2 separate regions of the Hordeum vulgare genome follow, and region 2 is linked to region 1. A link is a contact called in public Hi-C data. All regions are on one chromosome and are shown on one strand. The core of a region is the stretch at or near the end of the contact, and the rest is flanking DNA. Distances in the headings are between cores, read along the strand shown. Region 1 holds the start of LOC123404329 (protein INAPERTURATE POLLEN 1 homolog). Region 2 holds the start of LOC123403231.

What was found. A called contact is a pair of places that touch in the nucleus more often than the background predicts.
Region 2: a Hi-C map of seedling shows a contact between it and region 1, with 2.6 times the contacts expected there. The contact joins the promoter of LOC123403231 here to the promoter of LOC123404329 in region 1. A contact is called at or near these places in 2 of 6 Hi-C or Micro-C datasets (leaf and seedling) and 1 of 1 datasets of contacts at active chromatin or transcription factors (embryo).

The regions. Positions count from the first base shown.
Region 1 is chr6H:415,978,400-415,984,847 of MorexV3_pseudomolecules_assembly, reverse strand. LOC123404329 (protein INAPERTURATE POLLEN 1 homolog) reads left to right here and starts at 3,461. Exons shown (of 3, transcript XM_045098252.1): 1 at 3,461-4,325. The coding sequence starts at 3,656.
Region 2 is chr6H:416,301,966-416,308,113 of MorexV3_pseudomolecules_assembly, reverse strand. It overlaps LOC123403231, which reads left to right and starts at 4,278. Exons shown (of 1, transcript XM_045097180.1): 1 at 4,278-5,494. The coding sequence starts at 4,571. The coding sequence ends at 5,416.

The DNA of each region.
Region 1 (6,448 bases), core at 2,212-4,711:
TTGTCGTGTCCAGAATCTTCTCCGACGCCATGTCCAGACTCTTCCCTGCCGCCGTGTCTGGACTCTTCACAGCCATCGTGTCCGGCGCCATCGTCTTCTTGTCGATCGACCATCTCTTCGTCTAGACCCATGTTATTCCCTGCCATGTGGACGTCCTCATCATCATCTTCACTTATCCACCGAGTATAGCCATCCATGAAACCATTGATCAACAAGTGGCCCTTCAAAATGCCACGATCAAAAGGGTCCAAAATTACTCCTTCTTTGCATCTTGTACACGACATCTAATCCCAGTCCGTTTATTTTCATACATGTCCATAATCGCGGATTGCAAGTATCACTCCACCTTCCTACCACTCACCTTCATGACTGCAAGGTATACCAAGCAAAAGGGTCATAAACAGAATGCATGCATATAAAAATTTGGCACGACCTTGCCTAAAAATAGGACATATTGAGTTTGCTCGTAATTCGCCGAATCGGAAATAAATCGACATTTCGGCAAAACATAAGCAACTCACGGGTCATGTCACTCACACAATAACCCTTCATATCGCAAACACACATATTCCCATTATTGAAATGCACAACTTTTTACTCACCTATATATATCCCGAGAGAGATTGTGCACGGCTAAATAATGGAGAGGTAACAATGGTGGAGAACTTAGAGAGAGGAAAGGAAAAAGGAGGGGATATGGCAAAGGGGGGAGGAAGGGGGAGAGGGTGTGTGTGTGAGTGAAATGAGGGCAACAATGTTGGAGGAAAGGAGAAAGGAGGGGATAGGGCAAAGCCGGGGGGAGGGGAGAGGGTGTGTGTGTGGGTGAAAGGGCAATTATGGTGGAGGAAAGGAGATAGGGCAAATGGGAGAGGAAGGGGGAGATGGTGTGTGTGTGGGTGATAGGTAGAATAAAGAGAGAAGAAGGGGGAGTGTGTGTGGGTGTAAATGAAGCTGCCCACGTGTAGCAGTAGCGCTGGTCCCAAGGAAGTGCTATTACTACGAATATTAGCAGTAGCGCTTTTCACAGTCCAGCGCTACTGCTACAGATACTGTCGGTGGCCTCGTTGGGCCCCATTTAGTAGTAGCTCTTGTTCCTGTCCAACGCTAATCCTATGGAAATTAGCAGTAGTGCTGGATCTAGGGAAGCGCTACTACTACAGATACTATGGATGGCCTAGTTGGGCTCCATTTAGAAGTAGCGCTGGAACTGCAACTAGCGCTACTACTACTGTAGTTATCAGTAGCGCTTACTATTTCCAGCGCTACTACTAAGTAGCAGCAACGCGTTGTATTTTCCAGTGCTACTACTAGGCTCCTACATATAAGGTTTTTCCTATTAGTGAGGGAGAACAAGAAACAAAAGCTCAAGGAGCTCTATGCGGAAACGCATAATCGTCGTATCACAACATGGAATGGGGACTTTGGATCCCTGTTATGCGCCCAAAGGCTTAACTTCGCATTTGTCAGGTAGAAGTATTCTCGAAGGGTGACGCACGCCGCATATGAGAAGTACCTAGAGAAAGTTTACGTTGTTGGTGGGTACGATCAGGATTGAGTTATATATACATGTCATGATGTCCAACACTATCCTAGATATCCAGTTTGTGTGTCTTATATCTCTGCTTGAGTATGTTTATTATGTGTTGATCAAGATGTTAGTGAGACTTTATTTTATGTACTAATATGTTGAACAATGTAATTGCAGTCTTCACCTGCAATCAATTTTGTTGATGGAATATATGCTTATCTTAGATTTCCCATACAATTTACTACTAGCAACCGTTTGCCCAGAGACCATAGCACGCACAGATACGTGTGAGTGTTGGTAGTTCTTTTACACTGTGCATATTATGGAAAAAGAATGCTAGACTTACCTTAAAACTTGTTGAATGCGGTAAAAAATCAGGTGTCACACAAAAAGGAAATTTGGAATCCATTTACAAACTTGGTTATTTTTCCGGATTGAAACCGTGTGTGATGACTAACATTGTGTCGCGACACGCGTGTCCTGATTGTCCAGAGCGCATTTCCACGGATCACACATCTGCAACTATAGGATTTACACGAATCACAATAGTCCGCTCACACCGTGGTGGCACTTATCGGACACGGTTGTGTCTACTAAATCGTCGCCTCCGAAGCGCATTATTATTCTGACCGAGTAAACCCTCACCATCGTCCCACGTCACAAAACCCTCACCCTCTTCCCTTCTCGAGTCACACCCGCACTCCTCTCTAACACCGCATGTCACACCCGCTGCATAGTGTTGAACTCTTAGCTTTTAGGAACCCCCTTCCCTTATCACAATTGTCATTTAGTGGCAAAAGCTATATAATTTTATTTCCTTTTTGCCACTCTTAGCTTTTCACAATTATCACAATTTTCACTCTAAATTTTTTGTTTTTGCCTGGAAATGGCAATTCTGATCATTGTCAAAAACTAAGAGTGGCAAAAGTGAAATGTCAAAATTTAGAATGGCATAAGAAAAATTGACAAAATCTAGAGTGGCAAAAACAAAAAATTTCCAACAAGTTAAGCACCCGTGCATTGGAAGCCTTAGTTGCTAAACTTTTTAATATGCTTAGCACCGACACATTGAAAGTGGCATAAGATGATGCATTAGGAACTCACGTCGAGCATTTGCTGGTTGAAACGGTGTCCTCGCAATTTTATGGCTCGGTAAACTTACGAGAGAGAAATGATTGTTTTTTTCTTTGACCATGTTCTTCTAAGTGTTGTATGAAGGACAATTTTCCTTCCTCGCTTCACTACTAAAATCTTATGTATTTGCATGCAGTTTGTGTCTTGCAAATGTGTTTTCTCATATACTCTATCCATTTCTAAATATTTATCTTTTTAAAGATTTCAATACGGACTACATACATATGTATATAAACATAATTTAAAATGTAAGCTCACTCATTTTACTTCGTATGCCATGTGTAGTTGATTTAAAAATATATATTTAAGAACGGAGGGAATACTCGTTAGGACACACGAAGAATTCGAGAAAAGCTTTGGAAGAATATATTTTTCTTCTTGAGCGCTAGGTTTTGACTCTTTTAAAAAAAACAGGTTTTAAGCATATGAAGGGGGTGTTTGTTTCGAGGGATTTTTTGGTGTAAGGACTAAAAAAGTCCCTTTTAGTCCCATGTGAAACAAACATGAGAGACTATTAGGGACTAAAAGAGGGTATTTGGGACTAAAGGAAGAAGTCCCTATGGGAGGGTCTTTTTGGGATTTTTTGGACACTTTTTCCAACAATGCCCCTACTTTTAGCATGTCATTTAATAACTTCTAGTACATCACTAGGGGTATCATGATCTTTTTGCATGTTATTTAATGACCTCTAGTCTTTATTTAGTCCATGAAAACAAACGGATAAAGACTAGAGACTTTTTAGTTGGGACTTTTTTTTGAAGGGGATGAATTCCCTCCGTGAAACACAGGCGCCGCGAAGTCACTGGACCGGGCCAAAACTTCCTTCCAGGACGGAGAACCCTTTGCAGTGGCAGCCCACCTCCGTCCTTTCCTCCTCCCTCCCTCCCAGCGGCGGCGACGGACGACGGCTAAACCCCACCGGACACAACCGACCAATCGCCCGGCCCCGCCGCCTACCGTGGAGCCAGCGCAGCCGCCTCCGCATTCAGAAGCATGCCGAGGCCTCCTCCGCCAGGCCGAGGGGCTCCTGGCGCCAGGCGGCCGATGCGGGACTTCTTCGCGGCCTGGCTCGCCACCCTCCGCTCGCCGCTCCTCCCGTTGCTCCGCCGCGCGCTCTCCTCCTCCCCCGGCTCCTGGAACGACCCAATATCCTCGGCCGCCGCTGCCGTCGAGGCCCACTTCGAGGCGCACTGGTCCGCCCTCGACTCGGCCGCCCGCCAGGACCCCGCCCAGGTCATCTGCGCCGGGGATTGGCGGTCGCCCCTGGAGCTCCCCTTCCTCTGGCTCGGCGACTTCCACCCCTCCCTCCTCACCTCCCTTCTCCGATCGCTATCGCCATCGCCGCGGCTCCTCGCCTCCGCCGACCGCGTCGACCGCCGAATCCGCGCCGCCGTCCCCGTCGTCACCGACCGCCTCCGCCACGCCCAGGAGGTCTTCACCTCCGCCGAGGTGGCTGGTGGGGCCGACCTGGAGGCGTTCTTGGAGGAGCTCAAGGACGTCGCCCTCGAGGCTAATCGGCTCCGTCGAGGCGTTCTTTCGGAGCTCGTTGCTGCCGCCGGTGGGCACCAGGCGGCTCTCTTCCTCGAAGCTCTGTCGCGCTTCGTGCTCTCCATGCACGACCCGGAGGTGCTCCGCCGCTTCGACCATTGTCGCCCCTCGCCTGGTAGTTAACCCCTCTTCTTGGCTCGCTAGTTTATATTCTGTTTCTTGAGTTCTTTGGGTTGTGCAAATCTTGGTTTCCGGGAGGAATTGATACTAATGAAGCTTCATGTAATTTTTTTTTGAGACAACGTTAATATGTACGAAGGGTTAATGCCAAGAAAATAATTGCGTTCTTCTGTATGTTTGGTTGTGATTCTTCTTCTTTGTAACGGAAATGCTGGACCTTGGAGTATATGGTAAGATGTGCGAGGAAAACGCTGTGCAAAGTCTGGAATGGTGGAATGGCTTGTGACTGAAGCTGTTTACGGTATTGCATTAGGAGTCTTAATTCTCTTCCAAACTATCCCTTGAAGTTATGGATGGATTGAATAGGATTGATTAAATGTTAGCAGCAGGGGAATTGGATTTTCATGAACAATGAAGAAATAATGTCTGCTGCTTGTTTCATCTTCTTTTGATGTTTAGCTAAATATTGTTCGTCATTTGGTTCTTTCAGATTAGAAAAGTTGGCAAAAATTGTATGTCCTGTTGTTTATCCTTTAAAAATGATTTGTTACATAACAATGCTGGTACTATTGTGTTGTTCACATTGTGTGCACAGGTATCATTCTTACCGTGTATATTGCTCGTGTCTATCTTTTTGGTGATAAAATAGTTGGTTTATACTAAAGTGATAGTAATTTGCCTATCAAATAGTTTGCTGAAAATTAACAGACTTTTACATCAGATTGCTTTCCTGTGAATTTTTTTACCTGAGATGTACTCTGCCCTCCCAAGTCATAACTAGCATCTTGGTGTCTGAAAATGAGGTGTGACACGCACTGTTTAGTTTCTTTTCCAAAGTTTAGTCAGTAATTGGTTAGCAAACGTAAATCTTCTGACAGTAATTTTTACTCAATGACTCCTAATGTTCACTTGCATTATGCTAGTCTCTGTGCATTTTTTTACCTGGTTATATACTTACCTTATGCTAGATAGTAGGAAAAATAAATGCTTGGCATGATAGCTAGATGAACACTGTAGGAAGATGCCAACTCATTATGTTTTAGGCAGAGTTGCCACTAAGTTTAATCTGCAATGGTCATAAATCTTTGAATGTTGTTCCTGCGAGTAATGAAGTTAGAAACAATCATGCACTGATTATTGGACGAAATTGTGTAAGGGCGTTGCGCCATTGCCCCAACTCAATAAATTTGCATCTAAAGGCATGTGACTGGTCTGAACTTCATTGTTTCAATGTATTTAGCGTGGTTTTGGGCTTGAACAATTATTTGTGCCTCTAATGGCCGAGACCCTAACTGGATTGATTATTACTTGGATGAAGAAAAGGTAAAGAAAAACAATCTGATTATCAGGTAATCATCACCATTTGCTAATATTACCAGTCAGAACCAGCACTTGGTGAATTGGTTGTTTAATGATCTAATTTCAATGCTCCCGTGATACTTTAATTTAGTCATGTACTATATCTTATATGACTCAGCAAAGTCTAACTTTGTAACTACTGTTTATATTGCATTCGAAGCTTTGGAGAGAAAAAGGACGTCCTGTAAAGAATAGCTTTACTAGAATCTTGTGAAGATCAGCTTAACTACATGCTGTCGTTCACTGTTGTCAGTTGTCACACTCTTCTGCCAAAAAGGGTCAAAGGTTGACATTAAGATTTTTGTATTTCTTCAACTTTTGCTAGTTTTATTTGGTATATAAGATTTTTTCTGCAAATCATTTGCTATGTTTTTCTTGATAAACAAATCTTTTGGCATTCTTCAAGTCCAAACCTCCATAGGTTTACATCAGATTATGATAGGCGAGTGTACTTGTAAATTTAACGGTAACAAGGATTTGGCCCCTTTGTTGTTAAGATCAAGGTTGCCTAGGTCGATAAGAGATTGCATATTAGGTGAACCAAAACCACTTAATTGCTAGGTCGCCAAGATGGCAAGAAAATACTTGGAAACCTACTATTTGATAATATCAATGATTATTAGGTATGCATACAAACTATAACTGTAAGTGCACTTATCACTTCATTGTATAGCACCATTTACTTTACAACCACATAACGACATGTCTGATCGAGCACAAACTGTAATCAGTCATAACTTTGCTATGCTGTGGGAATAT
Region 2 (6,148 bases), core at 3,029-5,528, 320 kb before region 1:
CTCCTGCTAGCTCCCGCACGAGCAGGCTCCCGCTCCCTCTCGTCTCTCTGCTCTCTGCTCTAGGGTTTGCCCGCACCGCCGCCCAGCGGCCGCCGCACCCCGCCCCGCCACCACTCCCTCGGCCCGGTCCCATCCCTCCCTGCGGGCGACCCACTCCGCCGACGCCCCCTCACTCCCCGCGAGCTTGTGGCCCGGTCTGGCCCCTCTAGCGACCCACTCCGTCGGCGCCCCACCACCGTTCCCCCTCCCTTCGTCCTGGCCATGAGGCAACAAGGTGAGCAGCTCCTGTGTAGTTTATGTATGGGATTTGCTCCAGCAGCTCATATAGTTGTGTTGATATGGTGTGTTGATATGAAATAAATAATCTTGATATGGAAGAAATAATTTTGATACAGGTTGTGTGGAAGATTTTTGCTCCTGTGAGCAGCTCATATAGATGTATTGATATGGTAGAAATGTACATATTGTTTGTACTACATATTAATTATTCCAATTCTCTTGTATTGACATGATGAAAAATAGATGAAAGCACACTAGGATAACGTTGGCCTCATAACTTTCATTGATATATGTGTGGAAGAACTGAATGCCAATAACCGTGGCAAAGAAGGAACATTGACACCATTTGAATATGATAATATGGTAAGAAAGTTTTTTGAGCGCAAGAGGAGATAATATAGCAAAAATAAATTCAAAAATAAGTGGGATGTGCTGAAAAAAGATTATATTGTTTGGAAGACATTAACCCAAAAGGCAACACGCATTGAGTTTGATCCTATTACCAATACCATTTGCTTTGTTGTGAACTCATACGTAGTGTTGTGAACCTATTTGCTTTGTTGTGAACTCATTTGTATTGATTTGGACTAATTTGTATTATTGTGAACCTATTTGCTATAAATATTTGTTGTGTTGTGAATTAATTTGTAGCGGTATTTCTATTGTGTTGTTTATATGACAGATGGACATCTGTGTTAAGGAGGAACACGAGGAGGAACTTGATTTTTGTGTTGTTACAATGGCATATTATATTCTAAACAAAGAGAGGAACAAGTGTTTTCCTTTGGTGCTTAGCTCTAAGGTGTTATGCTTTTGTTGGGAGGATCATGTAATAATTTAAAGATCTTTTTTATTGAGTACTTCTTCTCAAGTAATCGTACTCGTACATGAGACAATGATGCTTGTATGATATTCGCATGTCACACAATGATCCTCCTTTATGTTCGATTATGACATGTTGTGGTGTTTCAAAGTCGAATTTATATTCATATGGGCAACCAAATAATAAATAATAGCGCAATATCATTTAATCCGAACAAACAACATAACCTAAGGGCATTACAGACTTTTCGTTGATCATACCACACATAAGCTGAGAAAACAGACACTAAAAAGAACTAGCTAGCTTATTATCTCGAGCTTATTTCCACAACAACTTATTTTCAGCTTATTTTCACAACAGCTTATTTCCACAACATAGCTCAAAAGAACTGGCCCTTAATGGTTTGAGCTAAGTTCTCGCATGACTCTAATTCTTCTTATTACCCCCTCCGGCCCGTAATTCATGTCCCAAGCATAGTGTAATGTATTTTTTCAAAAAAACTTATAACTTCTACTCCCTCCGTTCCAAAATAATTGTTTCAAACTAGTTCTAGTATAAAGTTGACACATTATTTTGAGACGGACGGAGTAATTGTTTACAAAAATGTCATTCCGTCTTCCTCCGCCCGACCCAGCTTCTGCGCGTCCGGCCAAGGCCGTCGCCGAACAATTCGCCGCGTGCGCTCCCCGAGGCCTGCTCCTCCGCCACCAGTACGTGTGTCGTCGCCGCCCAGTACGTGCTCCTCCACCCCTAGTACGTGTGCCGCCGCCGCCCAGTATGTGCTTCGCCGTGATCCACTCCCGCCGCGATCCCCTCCCCCGTTGTCGCCCAGGACCTACACCACCAAGATCTGGTCGATCTTATCCTTATCAAGATCCGCGCATGCTTGGACGTTCGAGCTCCTGCTACTAGTCCTCCTCCTTCTCTCGTATCGCCACGCTCATGCTGCTGCTCCCCGGATCAAGCTGCCATCGGAGCTCCCCTTCTGCTCGCTTCCTCTATTGCCGCCGAAGCTGTCGTGTGATTTACTCCTCCTCTCCATGACCAGGTGCTCCTCCTCCTCCATGCCCAGCACTTCACTGAGCAGCAGATCCTCTACTTCTCACCTGCAGATCAAGTGGAGATCAGCTAAGCCGATTATGAGCGGCATGTCAATTTATCAATACACAGGAGTATCATATGTAGCAGTAGTATCTGTAGGAGCAGTATCTTCCAAGATGTACATATGCACAATATGTAAAATTAGGATGACCAATAATGTAAAATTTCAGAAATTGAATTAGAATTTTCCAATATGTACATATGCACAATATTGAGAAAGTACAGTACAGTCTGATCTGTACTTGAAATTAGGATGGACTGTAAACTGATAATGACAGTAAATTGTAATTTGTTACACAGATTTTCCTAGTGAAAATATAACTGAATGGACAGAAAAATGGGTTAAAAGATAACTGAATGTGCATATTCTGAATTTCACTAAATTTAGTGAATGTGCATAGTCTGCATGTGCATACTCTGAATGCTAGGCAAAAATGGACAGTAAACTGATAATGACTATTGCCAACAAGAGTAGAAAAATGGACAGTAAACTGATAATGACTATTGTCGACGATGAGGTCGTACAGATAAGAGAGGTAGCAGTTGTTGCCTCCGCAATGAAAACACATCCTTTGCTATGACAAAATCTCTTAATCGTCAATCAAGACCAAAGTCATCGAGGGGCGAGGCGCCGCTAGGTGTTCTTCAGGCTATGCACATTTAGACTATGCACATTCAGTAAATATGCTCAGACTATGACCCACCCTACCCAACGTGAATATATACTAGTTTCAGGCTGCTGCCTTCTCTTAACTGCTAGACCAATGTGTGCTCAGCTTTGCTCCAGAACTTGTTTGGCTTGTGGCAACCAATATAGAAATGGAGCCATGGCAGCCAATTGTAGAAATGGTGCCATGGTAGCATTTCTTGTTTGGCTGCCGTGGAGGTATAGATGCCTCAAGAGGGAAATGAAGAAGCTCAAGAGGGAGAGGATGGAGGCATAGATTTGAATATGATGCCTCAAGAGGAAGATGAAGAAGCTCAAGAGGGAGAGGATGGAGGTATAGATTTGAACATGATGCCTCAAGCGGGAGAGAATGAAGCTATGAATTGGATGCCTCAAGAAGATGAAGAGGAAGAGGATGAAGTTATGAATTGGATACTTCAAGAAGATGAAGAAGGTCTAGAAGGTGTGTCAGGTAAACAGAAAAGAAAAGAATTGTCAAATAAGGAGAGGCATGATGTTTATTTCGCTCTGCTAGTAATCGAGCTCAGAGATGGATCTGTTTAACCAGACGACAAGCTGCTAGTCTCAATCCTCTTCAACATACATGTACGATCTGTTGAAAGAATCTGGCCGGATGCCAAAAAGCAGATTGTCGCGGGCCAAGAAGTAGATGTCTCCAACAAGAAGAAAGGAAGAGCTGGTCAAAAGAGAAAGGAACTGGATCTTGCAAGGACCTCAACAATCCCACTGAATAGAAGAAGGACAATTTGATCTCTGGCACGGTCTCTCGGTGTGGCCCACTCGATCCTACATAGGAGGTTCCGGTTAAATGAGCTCAACCGCATCACAAACACTGTCAAGCCTTACCTCAAACCAGAGGACAAGATTGCGAGATTGAAGTTTGGTATGTCCATGCTTGATGACAATTGGATCTCAACTTTCTGAGCTATATTCAAGCCAATGACTAATATGGTCCATATAGACGAAAAATGCTTTGACATACAAGATTAAAGAACAACTACTATGTACTTACAGGAAAGCCTCCACCTGAGCGCACTGTGACAAACACTAACAACATTGGAAAGGTAATGTTTGTAACGGATGTGGACAGGCTTCGATATAATTATGATGGAGAGCTAACATTCGACGGAAAGATGGGTATTTGGGCATAATTGTATCGAGGCCTGTCCACATGCGATGGGAAAATTGAGGGGGCTTTTTAAAAAGATGTTGTTGCGACATGAATTTCGGAAGGAGGGAGTATTATACTATATACTGGTAAGTACTCCCTCCGTTCCTAAATATAAGTCTTTCTAAGAGTTTCACTAATGGATTATATACGGATGTATATAGACATATTTTAAGGTATAGATTCACTCATTTTGTTTTGTACATAGACACCTAGTGAAATATCTTAAAAGACTTATATTTAGGTACGGAGCGAGTAGTACTGACTGTGGCGCTACCAGGCCAGTTGGCAGCAGCATCTATACCTGCGTTGCCATTACCTCGGCAGCAAAGTTTGGAGCATACAAATTGCCGAGCGACAGGAACACTACCACAATAAGCATTCGCCTCTACTTTACCACGCCACCCTCACTCAGTCTCCCGGCCGAGCGAGCGGCGAGACGATACACAGCAGCACGGTCATAAGTACAAAACACCAACGTCCTTGCCACTAGCTCGCTGCCGGCCGACTAATGCCGGAGAAGCCTCCGCCGCCCGGGCGCCGTCCGACGGCGGCGGCGAGCTGGGTCCGGTCCCTCCAGTGCAAGTCCATGGCGGCTGACGACGTCGTCACCACCGTCGCGGCACTGCCAAAGAAGTCCCACCTCCTCCTCCGGTCGAGCTGCGGCAGCTCCGGCGACACCCATAGGGACGTCTCCTCGTGCAAGCCCAAGCTCAAGTCGAGTTCCAAGACCAGTTCGGCGACCAAGAAGCCCAAGGCGGCCAAACCGACGTCGGTGCCGCCGTCGCCTCCTCCCGGCCCGCTCGGCCCGCTGCCGGCGCTGACCGAGCTCCCGGCGGGGCACTCCTCGCGGCAGGTGGTGGAGATCATCTTCCTCTCGTCGTGGTCTCCTCTCCCGCCGGCACCGCCCGTCGCTGTCGGCGGCGCGTTCACGGGAGAGGTGGAGATGCTGTTCCGCGTCCACAACCAGGCGCGCGCCGTGGCGCGCTTCGAGGACTACCGCGCCGGCGTGCGCGCCCGGGCCGGCGGCGCCTCCCGCAGCGCCGCCGACGGCAACGAGATGATGCGCTTCTCCCCGGCCCCGCCGCACGGGTGCTCCCCCTCGGACAGCGCGTCCCTGCGCGTCGTCCGGACCTTCGACGGCAGCGGCGGCGCGCACGCCAGCGGGCGCGGGCCGGAGACCGGCCGGCGGGCCATGTTCCTGTGCAGGGTGATCGCTGGGCGGGTGGCGGAGGGGCTAGTGGCCGGCGAGGCCGCTGCCAAGGAGTACGACTCCGTCCGCGGCGGCAAGGGCGAGCTGGTGGTGTTCGACCGGCGGGCCGTGCTCCCCTGCTTCCTCATCATCTACAAGCTGTAAAAAACCGCTAATATTGAATTTGGCACTCCCTCCCGTGTTAACCATAAACTATGCATACATATATTTCTTCTCGCTGAATCCCCGTCGACCCGATCACACGCCGGTGGCAGCGGTTAGCGGTTTAAGGCAGGCATCTACAGTCAGTGTACCACCCTGAACTTGGTGTACCTGCAGTGCTGTACTGTGCAAGTGTGGCCATGCTCGCCTTGCGTCCTGGCGCGGGTACGTGCAGTGCAGCGGGCCACTGTGGCACTGTGGTTTATTCCCCGGAGTTGTCGTGTTGGATGGGGAGGCGGGGGTGGGGGCTTTTTAGGCTTTCGTCTTGAGGTAAGACAAAGGGAATGGAACGGCCGGCGTCGCATCGCATCGTATCAGAGGACGGCGTGTGTTTGGGAATGGGACGCCGTGCCGCTGAATGCGCGGCTGATCAGGCTGTGAGGACTGAGGAGTCGTTTGCGTTTGGCACTGCTCGTCTTGTCTTCAGTTCAGGCGTCTCTGTTCACCACGTGATGTCTCTACACGCTCCTTCCTATCTGCCTACATCTACATGCATGGATCGAGCAGCGGCCTACGAGAACAACTTTTCAGGTCTTGGTCACGGTGAAAGGGTGGCCTTGTGTCGCCTGCGAGGACCTACCGTACTGCTCGTATTTGCCAAAAAATTACACGATCCAGTTCTTGTAAATTTGGAGAATTGCAATCCTTATAAATATCTTCCTTGCCAATTGTTTG